3 separate regions of the Cricetulus griseus genome follow, and regions 1 and 3 are each linked to region 2. Evidence: chromatin contacts called from public Hi-C data. All regions are on one chromosome and are shown on one strand. The core of a region is the stretch at or near the end of the contact, and the rest is flanking DNA. Distances in the headings are between cores, read along the strand shown.

Region 1 (4,346 bases), core at 1,320-3,819, 140 kb before region 2:
GGTTTCACCAGAACTCTGCCTTTAGACTGGAAAGAGAACTGTCTGATGATGACAGTGACATGTTTCTCTAAATATGAATACTGAACACTTAAAATATAACCCTGTGCCTTTATCTTTTAGAGATTCTCACACTGTCTTGATTATTTTTTACCTGTCAACTCTACTAGACACGCCGTATGGTGAGAAATAGAAATAAAAAGAAGATAAATTTAGGGGCTGGGGGGATGTCTCAGGGGGTTAAAGCTCTTGCTGCAGCAACCTAAGAACTGGAATCTGGATTCCAGTGTCCTGTGAAGAACATGTGTGATGGCATGTGCCTGAGCCCCAGAACTGGGTGGGGAGGGCAGGTTGCTAACCAGCAAACCTCCCCAAACATCGGGTACTAGGTTCAGTTAGAAACACTCTCTCAAAAGCAAACAAGGTTGAGAAGGAGAAAAAGAAGGCACTGATGTGGACCACTGGCCTCCACTACTACACATGAATGCATACCATACACACAAGAGGAAGATAAGGGTTGGGGGGATGCAGATGGTACTTGATACAGTCTGATAGGGAATAGCCTTGATACCAGCAAAAGTTCTTCTTTAATTTATTTCTGTACTTATACTTGTGTTTTATGCATAGGATCTTTTTAGCTATTCTTTTCTTTTTTAAATAAATTTCATTTGTTCTTTCATTGTAGGCATGGGGCACATGCTAGATAGTGCACTGTGGAGGTCAAAAGATGAGAAAGAGTTCTGTGCTATGATGTGGATCCCAGGGATCAAACTTGGGTCATCCAATTTGGCTTCAAGCACCTTTACCACTGAGCCATCTCACCAGCCCTCTATCTCTGCATCCTGAATCCTCTTTTCACCACCATACACAGCCTGGCTCCTAAAGGTAACAAGTACTTCCTACCTGACAGTCTGTGGGACATTCCTCACCTCCCTTTGGTTCCTGTGTGAAAGTCTGCTTCCTGTGTCCATCTCCTGGTTATTTACCCCACACACACATTTGTTTCCTACTGCCTTTGACTTTGAACAGCAAACCTTTGATAGGTGGCTAGGAAAGCAAAAGAAAGTTTACTCCATGTTTGTTGTTGTTTTCAAACTATACTGTCTTTTGTAATTTATAAGATCCTGCCCAGGTGGGGCCAGATGGGTGACAAAATTGCTTTTCTCATCCATCCATGATCAGAGAAACTAAAAATTTAAAAAACTGGAAGCTGGACAATTACATTTTATCCTCAGCTCTCTATGACCTTGGAGAATCACTCAGTGGTTTCACTATAACAAAAAGGTGAACCGTGTATAGCATGGCAGCAAACCTTAGGGATCACAGATAGATGCCAGGCATTCAGGCCAGTTCTCCATCATCATGCTGGGGGCCCTCTGGATAAGAGAACCACATTCACCAAGTGTAAGCCATGCATGGTGATTCTGAGGGCCTGCGTGGTGCTAAGCAACTCCATCTATACAGAGACTGCATTGTGGGCAATGGATAAGAAAGAGACTACAGGGAAAGGCCAGCAACAACATAGTAGCAACAGTGGAGAAATAACATCTGCTTGCATTTCAGGCAGGTGTTGCCTCTCCTGTTGCCTAAGAAGACAGCCTGTTGGCTACTGAACAAGAGGAAACTCTTCTGAGAAATTGTGTCACAAACCTCTTCTTCTTGTTCCTCTGGTGACAAATGAGGATGCATTCCTAGCAATATTTCTTTCTCTGTTCCATTCTCTTCAGCACACTGTCTCACACGCTTATCTTCCTAAAACTCTATTTGTAAACCTGGTGGTGATGGCACAGTTCTTTAATCCTAACACCCAAGAGGCAGAGGCAGGCAATTCTCTGCAAGTTTGAGGCCAGCCTGGTTTACAGGGTGAATTGTGAGTTCCAAGACAGCCAAGGCTGTCTCAAAAAGACAAAACAAAACCAAAACAACAACAACAAACACTTCAATATGTATACTAAATAATTTTTTTAAGTATCTACTCTGTCCCCTATATCTGAGATACCAAAAAGAAAAAGCTACTTCTGAACCAAAGAAACACCATGCTTGGGTCATTCTCTCACACAAAACCAGCAATGCCATCGTGATGACAACTAATAGGAATCTGTCTGTCAGAGCTACCATTGTCAACTTGACAGGCTCTAAAATCACCTAGAAGACACACCTCTGGCCATGTCTAGGGGGAGTCTTTTGAGATTTCATTAAGGGAGGAAGGATAGTATCACTCCATGATCTGGGGTCTGGAATGGAATGAAAAGGAGAAACTGAGCTGAATGGCAGCGTTCATCCCTCCCCACACACACTGCAGTCAGTGTGACCAACTGCTTCTTCACTGCAGACAGTGTGACCAGCTGCTTCCTCACTGCAAACAGTGTAAGCAACTGCTTCCTCACTGCAGACAGTGTTCATCTCCCCACCCCCACTGGAGACAGTGTGATCAGCTACTCTCTCACTGCAGACAGTGTGACCAGCAGCCTCTTCATTGCAGTGTCACCTGCCGCCTCCTCACTGCAGACAGTGTGACCAACTGCCTCCTCACTGCAGACAGTGTGATCAGTTGCTTCAACTCTGCAGTGTGACCAGCTCCCCCATCATCAAGCCACCCACACCCACTTCCTTCCTCGTCATGATGACTGTACCCTCAATCAATGAGCAAAATAAACACTTCCTAAAATTCCTTCTGTCTGGTATTTTGTTACAGCCAGAAGAACTGGTCTCTGAGAAGCACCCTCAGGGAGTGTGAACATCCTCTCTACCCTAAACTCATACCCTACAACTGCCATACTGTTTAGTCATTTGAATTGCCTCCTATGCATTAGTGTTATTTCCTCCATGGCACTGTAATCTACTGAAGTGCAAGGATCTGGGCTTATAGTCATTCTTTTTTGGTCACTCACAAGGCAGGGATTAATTCCTTGGTTTTGCACTCAACGGGTTTTTTTTTTAATCTGAGGATAAATCAAAGGACGTTAAAGATTTGATTGATTTCAAGGATTAAATCCAACACCAGAGAAGTTTCCTCTTAGTGAAAACTTCTTAGTTCTTAAATAATAAAACCATCAGTGCAACTTACCATAAAAATTGAATTTTAAAAATGTGTTTAAATGTGAAGTAGAGAGAAAACATTGCTAGTTCTATAACATCTAATGTTTAATTTTTTTAAAAAAATATATCATCAGCTTGCTTTTCTTTCAATTAATTGTGCTTGTAATTTTTCCAATTAGCCTCAAACTCTACTCCCATTACTTTGCTTTTTTAGGGAAGTATTAGAACAAATCATTCTACAGTGTATTGCACTAATGATAACTTGTATGATCTTATTTAGTCATTTAATATGAAAGGAAGAAAATCTCTTCCTTCTGGTGAAGCTGCTCCCCCACATACTGCTTTTGGGTAAAGCTAGTCAAGAGGACTGACTGGTAGTCACCTATAGGTTTCATTATCAAATGAGCTCAGTAGGTTTCATTATCAAATGAGCTCAACCTAGCTGCGCATGGTAGTGCATACCTATAAAGCAAGAACTTGGGAAACTGAGGCAGAATGATCAGGTAGAATTCAAGGCCAGTTCTACAGGCTACACAGTGAAACTGTATTCAAATAGAACTGGAATGCTCCACTCATCTTGAAGAAGGCAGCATGTGGATTTTGTTTCTGTGTTGTAATAACTGCTCTCATAATGGAGGACCCAAGAGCAGGTGAAAATAGAGGAGAATTCTAGCACAAGCAAAGCTGGCCATGACGTGCTTCTGGGACTTTCTGGTAGAGAGACTTGAAAGGATGAGACATACCCTCTGGCCTTGACTAGAAAACCAGCAGAGTCACACAGAACCAAGAAAATACTAGAATCCCACTGAAGCAAGCCAGGGTCTACAGTAAGAGTAACATGGAGTTCCAATCATGACTAGAGAATGTAACAAGATCATTGTGTGAGTGAAGCTAAGTGTTGTCTGGCAGCCTTGGACTCCAGGTTCATGAGAACACCTGTAAGAAACAGCCCTGTAATAACAAGGACTCTAAAGTGAAGTAAAGGCTTTGTCAATCTAAAGTACTTGATCAGTGTTCTTGAAGCTCTGGGTTTGAACCCCAACACTGCATGTAAACACAGCTTCTTGGTGGTAAAGGCAAGAGGAACAAAAGTTTAAGGTCATCTTCAGCTACACAGCACGTTCAAGATGGGTGGAATATATGAGAGCCCATCTCTAATAGTTCATTCAAAATGCCATACTTATACCTGCATTTGAAGCAAACCCTTCCAACTCTCCAACAATGTTTAAAGTTAGGTGTCAGAGGGAAGCAGATTTTGAAGACTCCAGTTCTTACACATTCTACTTGCTCAAAGGACAGATCCAGTCCAG
Region 2 (4,697 bases), core at 57-2,556:
AGAGCCAATGGAATATTTTTCCCAAGCCAATGTTTGTGATCTTTTCATTACATCATTTTTTCCGGGGCCTGCCGAGGCTTACTCTGAGAACCAGAGATAATGCCTGTGATAATGCAACATAAAGTGGTGGCTAAATGTAAAATATTATTTTAAGATGAGAATGTGGAATGGGGATAAAAGACTGGAGACTTCATGATGTGTGAAATAACCCATAAATGTCCCAAATCTTGTCCTGTAAAAACTCACATAAAAGCAAAAGATCTCAATTCTATCACTGCAACAAATTATATTCAGAAAATAGAGATGAGGATGCCAGATGGCTTGGGAGCATGGGTGAAGGTGGGTTCTGGTCACAGACTAGGTGGGCTCTACACCTTAATGTAGATAGTAGTTTTACTTAGGCAAATTTATGCCATTTAATAAACTTCTGCTTTGGGTCAGGCTCTGCCATTGCACTTGCTTCCGTTGCTGTGTGTAGGTAAGGTAAGGAGGTGACCAATACTCAAACTTCATTCTGAGCATCAATGTAGTCTATTTTTGTGAAATTCTCAGAACAATGTCTAGAAACGAATAAGCTTTCTGATGGGAAAACTGGACACTATTCTTTGGGGCCCAGGGAACCCACAATCTCAAATGGCTAGGAGTATCAGTGAGTCCTTAAGAAATTAGGGATGGAAACAGGATATTTCTTAAGTGGTAGTATCACCTTTATCGGTATCATAGTGTTACCTCAAAGTCTCATTTTTGTCTGCTAACAAGAAAACAGGTTTGAGAAGGTAATTGGCTACAACTGGAAGTTGAGTCCTTCATATTTATAGTATTGAGTCTTGCATCAATAAAAGGAGACTTCTGCACTAAGTTCTCTCACCCTTGGAGCTTATAGAAATAGGGGTGGGCACCAAGGAGGAAGCGGAGAGTACCCTACCCTGCCACTCTTCCAGGCCTGGATCACACTTGGCTTGGTGGCCTTTCCCCATACAGCCCAAGCCTGGCTCTAATCCACACGGCCCGGGGACTCGGCAGCCTGTGGCCCGCCCGGCATCTTCCGGGCCTCCCGGAGAGTTCCTTCAAGCTGAGGGAACAACACTTTGAGTCAGAGACCAAGGCCGGACACGGAACAGGGCGCAAGGCGCGCTCTGGGAGAGACGACCCGAAAGCCACCCGCCGGCCGGACCGCCCCTGTTCTCGGAGGAGGCGTGGCTCAGCGTGCCGCCATCTTGGTGGCCTCTCTAGGCACTGTGTTTACCACTCTATGGTCGCGCGCTCCCGCCCCGCCCCTCCCCAGTCATTGTCTGGTGGAGCAGCCGCGGCCGCAGCGCCTTCTCGTTATAAGCCGCAGTGCCCGGATGTGAATGGATTACAATGTATCTTTCAGGGAAACCTATTATTATCAATGTGACTCCTCGGGGGAGTCAATGATGGTGTTGAGGAGGATGATGATGATGAGACGCCTCTAAACTTGGGACAAGTTTAGGACTTTGAAAGAGAAGAAAAACAATACAACCAACAAGACTGAAGAACAATCATAACTATCCTGTGTTGATTATTTTTTTATAAACGCTAAGAAAAAGTTGTTGGATTTTTTTTTAAATGGTTACTTTTTGGGGGGAAGGGAATTTTGTTACAGTTTTGTGATGGAAAATGCAAAAACCAGAGCCAGGTGCATAATCTTGTAAACTGTGGCTAACCCTGGAACAGGACTGACTACTACTTAAAATACTGTTTTAGGGGATACACATGTGAGATACTAAGTACTTGCAGAAGATTTTTGTCTCTCTCTTTTTCTTTTTTTTTTTTTAAAGTCTCTTTCCTTGGAATATTGTGAGCATATTTGTGGCCATTGAAGGTAACGTTACAATTTGCTGTCAGAGTAAACTGTTTGTAATTGAACTGAATTTTTAGAATGTTGATCCCAATGTTTTATTCAAACAAAAGGAACAACCTATTAAATAATTGCCAATGGGAAAACGTGTGTGCATGCATTTCGGTACGTACTCGCACATCTAGCAATACCAGGGTTGGGCAAATGTGTTTTTTAACATTAAAATAGTGAATGTTGCATATACTGGGTAAAGCACGCATGGTATTACAAAAAGATAATTTTGAATCTTAATTTTTATCCTAAAAAGTGATGTGGAAAAGTATCTTTTAAGAGCATGTAGGGCCTTTAGTGGTAATGTTGAGTTGAAAACTTGAAGTGCTGCCGAGCGCGGACTTTGAGTACCTAGGAACTCAAGTGTAAAAACAAAACCATATTTATTCCCTAAATTTACCTTGTTTTTTTCCTTTCTAAAACAAAGTTTGCAGCTATACGATTCAGTGAGTTAAAAGGGTGGAAAGGAAGAAAGTCAGCTATTCAGGTTTCACCCCCAACGCAAAACTACCCAAACAAAATATTTCCCTAGCAAAATGTGGATGGGTTTCTGTATGGAAAAGAAAAATGTTGTTCGTCTTGGCAAAGTCTTTATGCATCACGTGTATTTGCAGCAAAGCAAAACTTGCAGTGTGTGTGTGTGTGTGTGTGTTTGTGTGTGTGTGAGTATGTTTGTGTGTAAGAGAGAGACAGAGAGATAGAGACACACAGAGACAGAGAGACACACAGAGAAGTGAGAGGGGATGTAAACTCGAATCAATTTCAAAGTGCCTCCGATGGATGAACCCGGCAAACCCTGAACTGTTCAGATTGTAACTGGCCATCTGAGGGGAAAAATGAGGTGCTGGATGAATTTTCCTTGGTGGGTTTAATTAATTAATTAATTAATTTTGCTGCGACGAGGGAGGTGTGGGGATTTTTTTTTTTCCTGGGGTGGGGGGTGTTTCCCAGGCAGCCCGGCCCGGAGCGCCGAGTCTCCCCGCCGGAGCCCCCCCACCCATTTCTTTGCTGAACTTGCAATTCCGTGCGCCTCGCCGTGTTCCCCCTCCCCCCTTCCCTCGTCCCCTCCCCTCCCGGGAGAAGAGAGTTGGTGTTAAGAGTCAGGGATCTTGGCTGTGTGTCTGAGGATCGGCGGCGGCGACGGCGGCGGGGAAACCGGAGCGGGCGCGGGCGCCGGCCGTTGGAAGAGGTGGTGGTGGCGGAGGCAGGGGGATAGACATGACCGCCGCCTGGGCTCCGGCTCTGCTGCACCGGGAGCCCCTCGTCGCGCGCGGGCGGTAGGTAGCGGCGCGGCAGGGCCGGCTGGGCGGATGCGCTACCGGGCCGGGCCGGGCCGGGCTGGGCGAGCACGCTCGGGCTCGGGGCCCCGTGGTCCCTGCAGTCCCCGCCGGGGTCCGGGAGCTCTGGAGCGACCGCGTCCCCTCCCCCGGCCCCCGCCCCCTCCGGGCCCCGGCGGGCTCCTGGGCACAGCGCACTTTGCCAATGGGCCTGACTTCAATTTTTTTTTTTTTAACAACCCTTTCTTTCACAAATTAGGGGTGCGGGACAATTGGAGGACCCGAGCCTCTGCTCGGCTCCCCCTCCCAGGCCACCCCACCCCCTGTGGACGGGTTTGCACTCCAGAGACCGCTGGTCTTTAATTTCTTTCGAGCTACTTTGCAGGGCAGGGGGGGAGTGCTGTGAGTGTGTGCGAGTGAGTGTGTGCGTGTGAGGGGGTGGGGTGGAGGGTGGGGGGAAAGTTGAGACCGGTTCGTGCAGTAGTTTCTCTTTTCTCTGTGATCCATTCATTTCTCGCTCTACCTCCTGTTGCATAAATTGATGCGCTGAAGAGCGGCTACCCCCCTTCTTTCCAGGATTTGGTTTTATAGTGGATGTTACTAGTTTGATCGTCTCTTTGGAAATACAATATCGCTATTTTTTTCCTATTTTTTTCTTCTTCCATTTTTTTTTTTTTGCTATTGCTGCCTATTCCATTGAAAGAAAAACAAACAAACAAAAACAAAAAACAAAAAACAAAACCAAAACAAAACCCAACAAGTCTCCCATTCCTCCCTCCTTTCTACCTCAATCCCATCCGCTCCTATATTACCCCCCACCCCTCCAACATCCCCAGTCTCCAAAAATCCGATTGTGTTTTCTTCAAGGATTGGGACTGGATTTTCTGATTGCGGTTATTTCCATGTTTCTAGGTTTGTGTGATTTTGCTAAAATGCATCACCAACAGCGAATGGCTGCCTTAGGGACGGACAAAGAGCTGAGTGATTTACTGGATTTCAGTGCGGTAAGAAAGAACGGTGGAAACTAACAACAGCTGTGGAAAAAAAAAAAAAAAACAACAAAAAAAAAAAACAACCCTCCCCCAACACTTCAGCTAGAAACCCATAGTAATGTGAAGGACTGGGGGAATTTTTAATTGGCTGAACCCTTGGAAAATGTGAGGGTCCTTTGCTTTTGACAAGCTTTTTTTTTTTTTTTTCAAAACTAATTTTGGGATTGGAAGACTCCAGCTTTTTTTTTGTTAAGAGTCTAATGACTTGCCTTGATTTCTTTACCTACCAATTTCTCCAAATAATGGACTCTCACTCCAGCAGAAAGCAAAAAATCAGAAACCCCTTAAAAATATACATTGTGTGGGAAAGTTGGCAACATCTGAACACAGAGTGAACTGCTAACTTTGTGTACTATCCCACACCTTATTTATTTATTTATTTTAGAAATTGAAAATAGAGACTAGAAGAGCCAGTGGCTGTAAAGTTGAGGCTGATGGTGCTGTGGTGTGCTGGAAGGACCCGTGGTCCTCCTGACTTCCTGGTTGCCTCTTTTT
Region 3 (4,820 bases), core at 1,242-3,741, 170 kb after region 2:
CGTGTGTGAAATGAGCTCTCGGCTCTTCTGGCTTGGATAGGACATGAAGAGACAGCCATATAGATGAGAAGATTCTGTCACCGGTGTGTATTTTCATTTCCCCTGAAAATCCCAGTTATTGCTTAAAGGTGTAGCCCCTTCACTGCATTAAAAAGGAAGAAGCACAAATTAATAGGATAGGTTCAGCTAGGACAGAAGTTTACTCTAAGTCAAGCATGTTTACGATGAGTTCCCTAGTTGGATACTGAGGAACAAAAGACTCATTCTTCAGTTCCCAGAACGAGGATTAGCAGGGAAATAGCCTGGCTGGTATTGTCCTGTGGGACCAGATAATTTTTCATCAAGGCTTTGAACAGGAGGCGGAGTTCCACCGTACAGATGCTCGGGTTTCAGTGGTGGGTAAAAAACATCTTCCACCTGGATATAAATGTTAGAGGGGCCCTTTCCAAATAAGGGGCCACATACCCCAATATGACCCAGCTCTCTTGCTGATCAACCACAAGGAGATGTTCTATGTCTCAACTTACCCCTAGAAATCATCCAACAGAGAAGTTGCTCTTGTATGTCTCTTTCCATGTGGCTTTAAACTATTGTGTGAGCCCAGGTGCACTAATCCACTAAAAGTGATGCCACTATCTTTGTAAGTGGAATGGGGTTCTGAGCCCATTTTCCCTTCGGCTAACATTTTCTTTGCCACTTAATTCCGTTGCAATGGGATACTATGGTATGTTGGAAGGAAAGTCAGATGTCTAAAGACAAATAATAGATTATCTAAAGATTGGGTTCTTTAGATATTTGCTAACTGTGCTGCCCCCAAATTGCAAGGACAACAACAATAATAACCGCAAATCTTCCTCCTTCTTTTTTGGGTAGCATGATAAAAGATTATTGTCAGGGTCAGCAAAAATATTGGCCTTAAAAATTGCAAATGGCTGATATTTTCTGCTGAGATTAGGTTTGCAGGAACAACAGAAGAAGGAAGCGAATCCTTTATTGACTGCCATGTGGTGCCATTTTTAGCAGTCACATTTAAATATAGGTTTCAGCCATAGGATGGGCTTTATTTGAATAAAGCCCATGTTGACTTCCTGGATCACTTGCTCACGGTAGATACTGACCTGTCCTACATGGCTGCATGTAGATCTCCTTTGTCTCCAGGATTGATTGACGGGTGCTGTGTCTGCTCATTTATAGCATTCTTCGTATTTAATTGGGGAGGGAGCATTGTGACACAGCATTACATGTTCCTTGTATACATATAGCTTTGCTGGAGAAGAGAAGTTGTTTAGCATGTGGACTTAGCACAGAGAATCCTCTCAGTGGTTTGCATTCAGCCATCTGAACCCCCTTCATAAGGTCAGACCATTCGTTTCCTGCACGGAAATGGTTACCAGCAGCAAAATTTAACATTTGTTCCTTTTAGGTTTATAAATGAGTCAAATGCCTGACAAGATTTGTTCCTCATATATATTTCACAAGCCCTCCCTCTCCCCCAATTTATGGGCACACAACAAATGTTACTAACGGGTACTTTTAGATTTTAAAATATGGACAACAGTACTCCATGCAGTAAAAGACCTGAGCGATTAATGCTACCCTTATGCCTCTTTTGAGTAGTTTTAGCCATGGGGCTTGGCACTGCCACCATTGTCTTTGTGCCAAAAAATATCCGCAGCGGCTGTCGCATTCTAGTACTGGAGGTTTGTCTCGAAAACTCTGCAGTGAGCTTGCAGGATGTGCTCATCACCACTATCTCTTTTAAATATTGAGAATTGGAATCTTAAGCTCCTTCAAAGTGCCCGTTGTGGTTGCAGGGCTGAGAAAGGGAGGGAGGTAAATAATGGGCAGAGGAGGAACTAGGCTCTGTGTGCCAGCCAGTTGATATCAGTGACAAAACCCATGCCTGACATAGAGGAAACACAGATATTTAGGGGCCTTTGTGTCCCTGAGCATATATAGTTACTTAAGGGTCCTACTCAGACATCTTATCTGTGAAGTTCAAAGTTTCGTTATCGTGAAGCAAACACTCCAGGGAATTTTAAACAGACCACACTTAATAATTTTTAATGGACAACTTACACAAATACATTTTTTTTCCTGGAAACTGAAGTGCCATTTTAAAAATGGCTGCTTTTTATCATTTGAAAAATGATAGAACTAAGAAAACCTGATGTTTGAGATGTCCTGGGGCTTTGTCCACAATCCCTGATTACTTTGCTCCCAACCAGGGTTTTGGACTCTGAGGGCAGATTTATAGTTGAATTTGGGAACAAAAAGCTGCAATAAAGTTAAAGGCTCACAGTATCAGAATGAAATGTGTTCGCTCATGATCTCTACGGTGATCTATTTGATGGGGAGAGTGGATGGTACAGATGAAACCTTCACAAGGAGCATAATCCTTGGGAAAAAAAAATGAGTCCACCTCCGAGCCTCCCGCTGGCTGCGCTGCCTCTTTGGTACCTCGCAGACTTCGACAGAGTCCTGGACGGGTGCCCATTGATGTCATGGAAACACTCAAATTGCTGGAGAATGATTCATGTCTGTGCCGTCCTCTCATCCTCCCCCACACAAACAGGAGGAGATTTTTAACCCTGACAACTTGTAATTTGCAGTGGGTTTATTTTTGTATCTGGATAAATATTTTTTAACAAGCAAAATTAAGATTAGGCAGCCTGTATCCGATATGATAGTAAAGAATGCTGGGTCTATGGAGCCAAGAGTACTTTGGGGACTCGGGGGACTCGGGGCTGCGTGGATTCGTATTTTCCTCCTCCTGTCTCTGGTGTCCTCCCCTCCCTTCCTGGTTCATTGCTCTTTCTTTTCTATTCTTTCTGTCTTTCTTTTCCACACCGGATTTCTTTCTCACCCTCCTGTTCTTGTGTTTGTCCTTCCTATTTTCATTATTCCAATAAAAGGAGTGGTCCCGGCTTGTGTATATGTAACAAGACAAATGCTGGTAGTTATGTGTGCTAGAGATGATTTCTGAAAATAATGTCAGGTGGTAATATCCTTCAGAAAAAAAAAGTAACAAAAAAAACCAAGCATTTTATCTTATACCCATATTTTATAATTCAATATTTGGAAGGTACCATATTTAGGACATTAGGTTTTCATATTCCTACAAGGTCAAAGTACTTTTTTTTTTTTTAAATTTTTCTACCTGCCTACCTGTCTGTCTGCCAGCCCATGAAGTGATTAGACAATGAACGTCATATCCAAATCAAATACGTCAAGGTATATTTGAAGATTGCTTGTGTGTAAGAGATTAAGGGGGGACACATGTCTTTTGATCTTGCTGATAAAGGTCACACCTTTCCTGATAGTCATAGTTACAAAAAGCAGTTAGAGGGTAGGGTAGCTTATATGACACAGGTGGGTAAGGACCTCTGTGTGACCACGTGTACAGTGGGCACAGGTAACCTCACCCTTACAGTCACATACAGCAGAGTTTCTCCTTACCATGTCTCAGGAATGGCAGTCTGTGTGATGGTGTCTCATTTTCCTGGAGTTGAGGCTGATATGGGCATGGATTTTATTCTTTGCACTGAACACTATGAAAGAAGTGTAGTTTTCCTAAGTTGAAGTTTTATGAAAATCAAGAGAGAAGCTAATACAGGGGTGGGCTGGGAGCTTAAGACTTAGAATTTACTCCCTTTGAAAATAACCCTCCATTGGATGTGTTAATTTAGTGACATAGACATAGGGCATACTTTACACCAGAGATAAAATATCTGAAAGACACATTCTGTGTGTGCTGTCAAGGAGGCTTAGTCTGATAATATTGACATTGAACCCAAAGAGTAAATGACTATCCTTCCTTTCAGCATTCGTGTTGAGTGGGGAATGAAAATCTGAGGGTTGTAAACTTTAACAGGATGTTGGTTTGGCTCCTCAAAATAGAAGCTTTGAATTTCCCCTTTGGGATAGGAGAAGAGCTTACTGCTGTCTTTAAAGTACAATGTACCTCAAAGCACTAGTCTTAAGAGAAGTGTCCTTCAGTCTTGGCTGGAGAGAGGGCCTGGGCACTGGCTTACCCCACTAGCCCCTTGTCATTTGGTATAACCAATTTTTTAGAGCAACCCTCTGAACATCACCAACTGGATTCAAGGACACCTCTTGTAATGCAATTCTATTAAAATCTAAACACAGGAAAATGTGCATCCTTGGGTTTATACTCACATGTGACTCAGTTGCAATGGAGACTCTACTTGTCCTGAGCAGTCTAGACATACATGTGCCTGTCCTGAGCAGAGTAGATACATTTGTGACTGTTCTGAGCAGTCTAGACATACATCTGGAGATTGGAATTGGAACAAGACTTTCAAAAGCCTGATCCTGGGACCCGCTGGGTCTCCAGGTAGACTCTGAACTTGAATTCAGAATAGGTGATTTCCCCACATCCCCCTGCCCAAGAGTTCCTGCCATCATTGTGTTGATCATGATGGGGATCACTCCTGAGAGTTTCAAAAGGGGAGGAGAAAGAGGTGGGGGGAGGGGGTCTCAGAATTTTGAACAGTGTCTTTGCTAGATTCACCATCTGGAGAGTCTGTGATTGATTAGCTTTGGCCTCCCCATTAAGTGTCAATATAATCAATGGGAATTACCAGGCTAGGGTCATTACATAGATCATTTGCCTGCTGTGTAAATAAAAATGAAATTGTTCAAATTTTGTGTGAGAGAAAGAAAGTGAAAATAAGTAATGACAATTTGTTTGTTAGAGAAAGTGGAGGCCACTGGAATGACAGTTTTTGGAAGTGTGGAGCAGTTTGGCTAAGAATAGGAATGAAGGATATTTTTTTCCAGCTTCTTGTCGCCAGAGT

What was found. Hi-C and Micro-C count contacts between places; a contact is called where the count stands out from the background.
Region 1: a contact with region 2 is called in a Hi-C map of fibroblasts, with 4 times the contacts expected there. The contact joins the enhancer-like site here to the promoter of Tcf4 in region 2. A contact is called at or near these places in 3 of 8 Hi-C or Micro-C datasets (the CHO-K1 cell line, fibroblasts and liver).
Region 3: a Hi-C map of the CHO-K1 cell line shows a contact between it and region 2, with 5 times the contacts expected there. The contact joins the enhancer-like site here to the promoter of Tcf4 in region 2. A contact is called at or near these places in 3 of 8 Hi-C or Micro-C datasets (the CHO-K1 cell line, fibroblasts and liver).

The regions. Positions count from the first base shown.
Region 1 is chr2:170,276,679-170,281,024 of CriGri-PICRH-1.0, reverse strand. No RefSeq gene overlaps it. Among named protein-coding and RNA genes, the nearest start is that of Tcf4, 140 kb to the right of the region's middle. Within about 2 kb of position 2,569, at least 1 of the 6 cell types and tissues checked has open chromatin away from gene starts, as enhancers often do. A contact at or near this core is called in fibroblasts, where this site is marked.
Region 2 is chr2:170,132,338-170,137,034 of CriGri-PICRH-1.0, reverse strand. It overlaps Tcf4 (transcription factor 4), which reads left to right and starts at 1,306. Exons shown (of 18, transcript XM_035440081.1): 1 at 1,306-1,846.
Region 3 is chr2:169,960,507-169,965,326 of CriGri-PICRH-1.0, reverse strand. The region is part of intron 2 of Tcf4 (transcription factor 4); the gene reads left to right. Among named protein-coding and RNA genes, the nearest start is that of Tcf4, 170 kb to the left of the region's middle. Within about 2 kb of position 2,491, at least 2 of the 6 cell types and tissues checked have open chromatin away from gene starts, as enhancers often do. A contact at or near this core is called in the CHO-K1 cell line and fibroblasts, where this site is marked.